Regions from separate parts of the Mus musculus genome. Here region 2 is linked to region 1. Evidence: chromatin contacts called from public HiChIP or PLAC-seq data. All regions are on one chromosome and are shown on one strand. The core of a region is the stretch at or near the end of the contact, and the rest is flanking DNA. Distances in the headings are between cores, read along the strand shown.

Region 1 (3,494 bases), core at 280-2,779:
AAACCACCAATCAAAGAAAACACATGGTGTAACTTGTGGCTCTAGCTATATATGTAGCAGAGAATGGCCTAGTCGGTCATCAATGGGAGGAGAGGCTCTTGGTCCTGTGAAGGCTCTATGCCCCAGTATAGGGGAATGCCACGACCATGAATGGGAGTGGGTGGGTTGGGGAGTGGGTAGGGGGGATAGGGGATGTTCGGATGGGAAATTAGGAAAGGGGATAACATTTGTAATTTAAATAAAGAAAATATATAATAGTAATAGTAATAATAATAATAATTTTTCCTTTCTTGGGATCCTGTTAGCTCCATTTCATTTTCTAAAGTTTCTTCAAACTTTCTTTGCAAGTCAAGCATTAATCTGCAACTACCATTGTGCAGCTCTTCCATTGTTTCCAAGATAAGAACACACAGCATGCACCTGGGCCATTAAGATTTTACTGTGCAGTGTCTCATGCCTCAATTTTTAATTCTTTAAAAATCATTACATCAAGGAACACCCAAATTCACAGAATTCACCAGAGCAGAAAGAAAAAGAAGTAAGAAAGTCAGATATAATAGAATTATCCATAGCAAGGACAATTGAAAAGCAGTCACACACAAATAAATCCATGCAGTCTAGGGCTAAGGTTAGGAGAAACCCTGTCTTCAAACACACACATACACACACACACCCGCAAAAAAAAAAAAAAAAAAGAGCTGCCGCAGGCTACTGAGATGTCTCCATCCCAGCCTACTGCAGGCAGTCCCCTATTTCAGATGGCAGGTCCCCCGAAGGGATGTGTTTCCTGCTTCTCAGGGTTTCAGAAGCCATCCTTTTCTACAAGGAGCTGCTGCGGGCTTCTAAGATGCCTCCATCCTGGCCTACTGCAGGTAGGCCCTGTCATTGTATGTTGTCCCCAGCAAGCTACAAAAAATTATGTGATCAAATAATGGAGAACAAATTTCAGGAGAAAGAATCAGAGGAAGTATCAACAAGAATTAGAAGCATGTTATATGTTTATATATTATTCATTCAATTCTTATATTAACAATACAAGATTTGCATGGGTGTTTCAGTGCACACAGATACACTTTTTTTTTTTTCTGAAAAATCAAAACAAAACAAGAGTCCATGGCTTTATCAGATTCACAAGGAGCGCCCTACAGTCCAGAAGAGATCCGCACACCTGCATGCCAGTGACACATTGACATGTGGGTTCCACAGGAACCACAAGAAACAGCAGCTGTTTCCAGTCTTGTCCAATGAAGTAGTCAGAGCTTTTCTCATAAGATTAGAATGGCATGGTAAGCCTCCTCCTCTCACCAGCTAAGAAGCTATTAGAAAAATCTGCAAGTGACTATATTATGTAACTCTTGTGTATCTGGGAGTATATAAGGAGATTGGGCAATGTAACCTCCCCCACCATGAAGCAGGCTGGGTCAGACTCCATTGCCACTGAGAATTAGACCACCTGGGGTGGAGCCTTCCTGCCTAGACGGCTCTATTGTTCTTCCACCCGCCACTTCACCTCCAAGACACTGCTACCTGCTGAGAGGCCGCTGAGATACTCCAGAGGAACATCCTATCCTGTACCTCCCCAAAAGGCTGGCTCCAGACACCAAGAATGGACTGGTGGGGGATGGGCCTTCCCCCTTATAAGCATACTCTCTTAGTAAACTGGCCTTGAACAGAACCTGTCTTGGTCTCCATTAATTTCTCTCGCACTCTAGTCTCTTTCAGCCCCAGCCTGCCTCCCAGGTGTACCCGGTTCAAGTAGGCCGCGGGCCAGCTTACAACAGGGCAATTCAATGTTAATTAAGTTCACTAGAACAGGCTATCATTATGTAGGTCTAGCATCCCTCTCACAGTTTGATTGGGAAATACCCCTTTCCCCAACTCTTATGGTGGCACTATTTGGAGAAGGTGTCATCTTTAGGAGACAGAGACTGGCCGAAAAAAACAGACCTTGTCTAGAGAAACCTCTTCTTACTTCCTGTCCCTTAGGAATAATTGCTACTCTTTCTTTTCCTTGATTTCTCCATGATGTCTACCAACCATGAACTGAATCCCCTGAAACCATGAGGTAAAATAAAGCTTTCTTCCTTTTTTCCCTTTTAAATCACAGTGATGAGAAGACCTAATAGTCCCTATAAAAAACAAAAAACAAACAAACAAAAAAACGGAACTAGTGCATGCCAGGTGGTGGTGTCAAATGCCTTTTGGCCCAGAACTCAGGAGACAGAGTCAAACAAATCTCTGAGTTCATGGCCAGTTTGGTCTACAGAGCAAGTTCCAGGGCAGGGCTGCGCAGAGAACCTGTCTCAAAAGACAAAACAAACAAACAAACAAACAAAAAAGAGGAAAAACTATTTGGGAACACAAGGATAAGGTTAGATCTATGAGTCAGTGGGAGGAGGTGTCTCAAAAATCAACCCTACTACAGGCTTGATCTCAAAATTCCATTCTTCATCAATGAGCAAAGTTTTCTGCTGTGAATGAACTGCCTTTAGTGTTTTGTTTTGTCCCCCTCTCCCCTGCCCCGACAGCCCTAGAAAACCAATAAAGAACCCCAATAATTACTCATTCAACAGTTACTGAACTTCTGGATACAGGAAAGTAGAAGTAAACAAAAGCATTCCAGAGCCCTAAATGGAATAGAGCAATTAATAGGGAAGAAAGTAACATGTGCCACTTTATAGTGTTAAGTAACAGGAATAAAAGTAGAGGCAAGATCATAAATGTTGGCAATTATAAAGATGGTAGTGTACAAACTTTGACAGAATGTGACACACTTAAAAGATGATATTTGAATGAAGACAACGAAATTAACAGTGGACCATGTAAACAAGTATATAGAGCATTATATACAGGGGGTAAGAGTGTGAATGAAAATTCAAAAAGTGAATTGATGAGTAACTAGAGAGATCATGAAGCAAAGCAATAAGAAGTTGGGTCAAGGAAGTAAGCAAACCCAATCCACCCGAAGTTCAGGTAGGGAGATCCTGGATTTTCCTACAGATGAGGAGACAGTCCTGAGGAGTCTGTGGTGATCATCCAAGTAAGAAAGCTTAGATGAGGATGGCAGTAAATGTGGTTTGACAGACTTGTTTGAATATTATGTGTCTACATGTTGTATTACAGGTCAGAAAGGTCTTCAATTTGTGTCAATCCTTTTGACTTCATCCCTTGATTGGCAGGACTGCAGATCTGAGCCACTATTCTGGGCCAAACCTTATGCTCTTCTTTTTTTTTTTTTTTTTTTTTTGTACATATTCATTGTACAGTTGTGAGTTTCCTAACTTTCATGGCATTTTCATTAGTCCATAATGTAGTACTCCCAAGCTTCTATTTTTATTTTGTTCACATACCCACACTTCAGTGTGCATACACATCTCCCCCTCCCTCTCTGTGGGAAGCCACATGTGCCGTTGCAGGGTGGCGCTGGCCACCACGCATACATAGGCAGTAAAGTTGTTTTTGCCAAGATGAGGTTTTGAGAATTAACCAAAATT
Region 2 (3,494 bases), core at 658-3,157, 92 kb after region 1:
TATAATAAAAATCTTAAAACTGTTCATTGATCTTCAAAGATCATAGTTCATAAATACTTCATAGTTTGTGCAATTATTTTTCTAGAAATAAACATTAAAGATTTGTTACAACCAGTACCCCCAGAGCTCCCAGGGACGTCACCGAAAGAGTACACATGGAGGAACCCATGACTCAAGCTGCATATGTAGCAGAGGATGGCCTAGTTGGTCATCAGTGGGAGGAGAGGCCCTTGGCCCTGTGAAGGTTCTATGCCTCAGTGTAGAGGAATGCCAGAGCCAGGAAGTAGGAGTGGGTGGGTTGGTGAGCAGGGGCAGGGGGGAAGGGATAGGAAGTTTTCAGAGGGGAAACCAGGAAAGGGGATAACATTTGAAATTCAAATAAAGAAGATACCTAATTTTAAAAAAGACTATTATATGAAAAAATAAAGACTTGTTATATACACACAACATTTTGTCATGCTTTTACATCTTTTTATAAAATGTCTATTACATGCTAGAAGCTTTGCTACGCAAAAAAAAAAAAAAAAAAAAAGAGCTATAATGGGGAAAATATAGGTTGTGGTTGATCTCACTTGAGCATGATTGTCAGAGTCAACAAATAAAAAATGTGGAATGTCACCCTGAAATTGTTATTCAAATTTAGCTTGCCATCCTTCCCATCTGGCAAACTTATATTGGAGAGATAAATTGAAGTAGCTGCGAAGTAACTGCATAGGAAAGGTTACTTTAGAAAATAATTTCTCGGGCAGTGGTGGCACACGCCTTTAATCCCAGCACTTGGGAAGCAGAGGCAGGCAGATTTCTGAGTTCGAGGCCAGCCTGGTCTGCAGAGCGAGTTCCAGGACAGCCGGAGCTACCTGTCTCAAAAAAACAAAACAAAACAAAACAAAAAGACAAAAACAACAACAACAACAACAAAAAACAAAAACCAAACAAACAAGAAAGAAAGAGAGAAGAGAAGAGAGAAGAGAGAAAAGAAAAGAAAAAAGAATTTCCAAAATGAATTCTGATCCTGGGAAAGCCTTACAGGGTGGAAACACAGCAAGGCAAAGGCAGTCCCTAAGACACTAAAGAGTTCAAAAGAACAGTGGAGAGCTGGGGGAAGCAAAAAGGGAGACCATGTTAAAAAAAGCCTGAGAGAAAAGCAGGATTAGGATTTTAAAAGCCTAAAGAGAATTTCCTAATTTGCATATTAGGAATAATTTCCCCCGAGAAACTGTAGGCGTCTCAATTTGACTCTAATTTGAAGAGTGGGCTGTGAGAGGATGGGTATTAGTAATTTTCAGGGAGAACTGGACATTCCTGAAACGGAGGAAGTGGGAAACCAGGTTCACTGACAATGCCAAAGGAGACATCAGCCCGTAGGGCTCTGAAGGATCAGAGGGAGGAGATGGAGAACACTGGAGAAACCGTCCACAAGCCAAATGTTCCATTTTAGGTTAAGAGTACAAAACGAGTCTTTGATTTGAAAACTGCAAAGGCAACGTCAGAGGTTGAGGTCCACGGAGACCGCAGCTAGGTGAATAGGAGAGGAGGACCCAAGGGTTTCCATTTTTCCTTGGCCTTATCGAAGATCAAGGACAGGAGCGGAGTTTGGAGATTGAAAGGCCAGTCTCCATCGGGCGGAGCAGCGAGGCAAGACTGTCTCTAGGGACCAATCCTTTGCTAGAGGACGCTTGATTGACAGGGTCACGTGGCAAAAAGTGAGCGCTGAACGGGAGGCGAATCACTTCGGGGCGTTGTCCAGGGCACTAACCCGGAACCGGTTTGGGACTCGATTCCCATTGTGAGGCCTGGCCTGAGGCGGGCTCTAAGGCAGAGTGGCAATTCCCCCTGGACAAATGGATTAGCTGCAACCCATGAGCAACAGCCATCTCAGCCAATCGGAGCAGGCAGAAGTTGGTGGGCGGGGACTCCATGAAGCATCTCTTTTCCAGCACCCTCAGGGGCGATCCGACAGAGGTGCCCCGGGGTCGCAGGTGAGTGTTGGGTTGCAGCGGAGCAACGGGGACTGGGGAGCTCGAGGGAGCAGAGGAGACTTGGCAGGGTGGGTCTCTGTGGGGTGTCGCCTCGGTGAGCTTTGGTTTTGACATTGAAGAGCGCAGGATCCCGAGGCTGTGGAGTAAAGTCCCACTCATAATTGTCACCTGACTCGGGAGAAGCTCTGGGCCTCTGCAGAAGTGAGGGAAACCTAGGTAGGGCTATTGCTGACCATTCGGAAAGCAATAATAACCCTCCAAGTTGCCTGGACTCTAGTTGGGCGCTGCACCACCTTGACCCCTCCCCCACCGAAAACTCCAGGCTGTGGGATCCATCGTCCCAGAGGCCTCAACTGCACCTTCCCAACGTTACTTCGTAGCGGGAGACCCTTAAGCAAACTTCAGTTGTGTTTATCACCTCAAGTTTTAAAGGAAGGAAAATAATTACCCTGTAATAATATTGAGGAAAGGGAAGTCACTCTTGAAATAAGATTGGAGTGAGACAGGGGTGGAGGGAAGTTTGTAGATTTGGAATGCTTTTCTTCTTAACTACTTAGTGACTCCCTCTCTCCCCCGCCCCCCCCCAAACCTACCCTCTTTCCCTCCCTTCTTTCTTCCTTCCTTCCTTCCTTTCTTTTTTCCTTTCTTTCTTTCTCTCTCTCTCTCTTTCTTTCTTTCTTTCTTTCTTTCTTTCTTTCTTTCTTTCTTTAATTTAGATGTTATTGCCAGTTTTTTTTTTCCAGATCTTTTAGTTCTATGTTAGACAAAAACCTAGAAAGTCCATTCAGTCGTTACAGAGGAAATACCTAGTTTTATCTTACAGTACATCATTGGTAGTTATGTGAGTGCACTGCACAACATTTCTGTTTCTGAACAGTAAAGAATAATTGTGGAAGCCCTCCACAAGTTGGAGGGTTATTTATTCTTCCTTTCCCAATGGTCAGGAAGTTCAGGAAAACAGCTGCTGTCTGTGGTTCGAACACTGGGACCTGAGATTTAGTGACTGACTGTCAAGTTCCTTACTGTAAGAACAGGATGAAAACAATAAAGAGGGGGACGTGTTGGGCATCAAAAATAGTGTAATTGTACATTTTATGACCGGTTCTATCCCTAGCACCAGGAATGGTGCCCCAAATGTAGGAGCTGAGTAAATACCTTTGATGAACTTATTTGGGAGTCTGTTAGAGAAAATCCAAACCTCTCATACACAGCATCAAGGTACTAGGAATGGTACAAAAAGACAGACATATTCATAATCTGCTAGTTTTTGCTTTTGTAAACGCAGCTAACAGATTTTATCTCTGACTGCACTGATGCTCAAATGTTCTTTAACTCAATACTGTCAAGGCTTCAGGTAAAGTCTTTCTCTGGATTAAGTGAAGACTGACCAGAATAAGGGTCCTCTAGAGTAACAGAACTTTTAGAAAGTATGTATGTATGTGTGTATGTATATATATGTATATATATATACATACATATATATGAATGACTTACCAGCTGCAGTCTAATCCAACA

Evidence for each region. HiChIP or PLAC-seq counts read pairs in DNA pulled down with a chosen protein or histone mark.
Region 2: an H3K4me3 HiChIP or PLAC-seq map of embryonic stem cells shows a contact between it and region 1, with 6 times the contacts expected there. The contact joins the promoter of Msantd4 here to the enhancer-like site in region 1. A contact is called at or near these places in 7 of 39 promoter capture datasets (the 3T3-L1 cell line, 3T3-L1-derived adipocytes, the C10 cell line and 3 more), 3 of 115 datasets of contacts at active chromatin or transcription factors (the SCID.adh cell line, bone marrow-derived macrophages and embryonic stem cells) and 4 of 9 other capture datasets (adipose tissue, liver, macrophages and 1 more).

What each region holds. Positions count from the first base shown.
Region 1 is chr9:4,282,557-4,286,050 of GRCm38.p6, forward strand. No RefSeq gene overlaps it. Among named protein-coding and RNA genes, the nearest start is that of Aasdhppt, 25 kb to the right of the region's middle. Within about 2 kb of position 1,530, at least 26 of the 459 cell types and tissues checked have an H3K27ac peak or open chromatin away from gene starts, as enhancers often do. A contact at or near this core is called in embryonic stem cells, where this site is marked.
Region 2 is chr9:4,374,645-4,378,138 of GRCm38.p6, forward strand. Msantd4 (Myb/SANT-like DNA-binding domain containing 4 with coiled-coils) reads left to right here and starts at 1,908. Exons shown (of 3, transcript NM_145609.2): 1 at 1,908-1,979.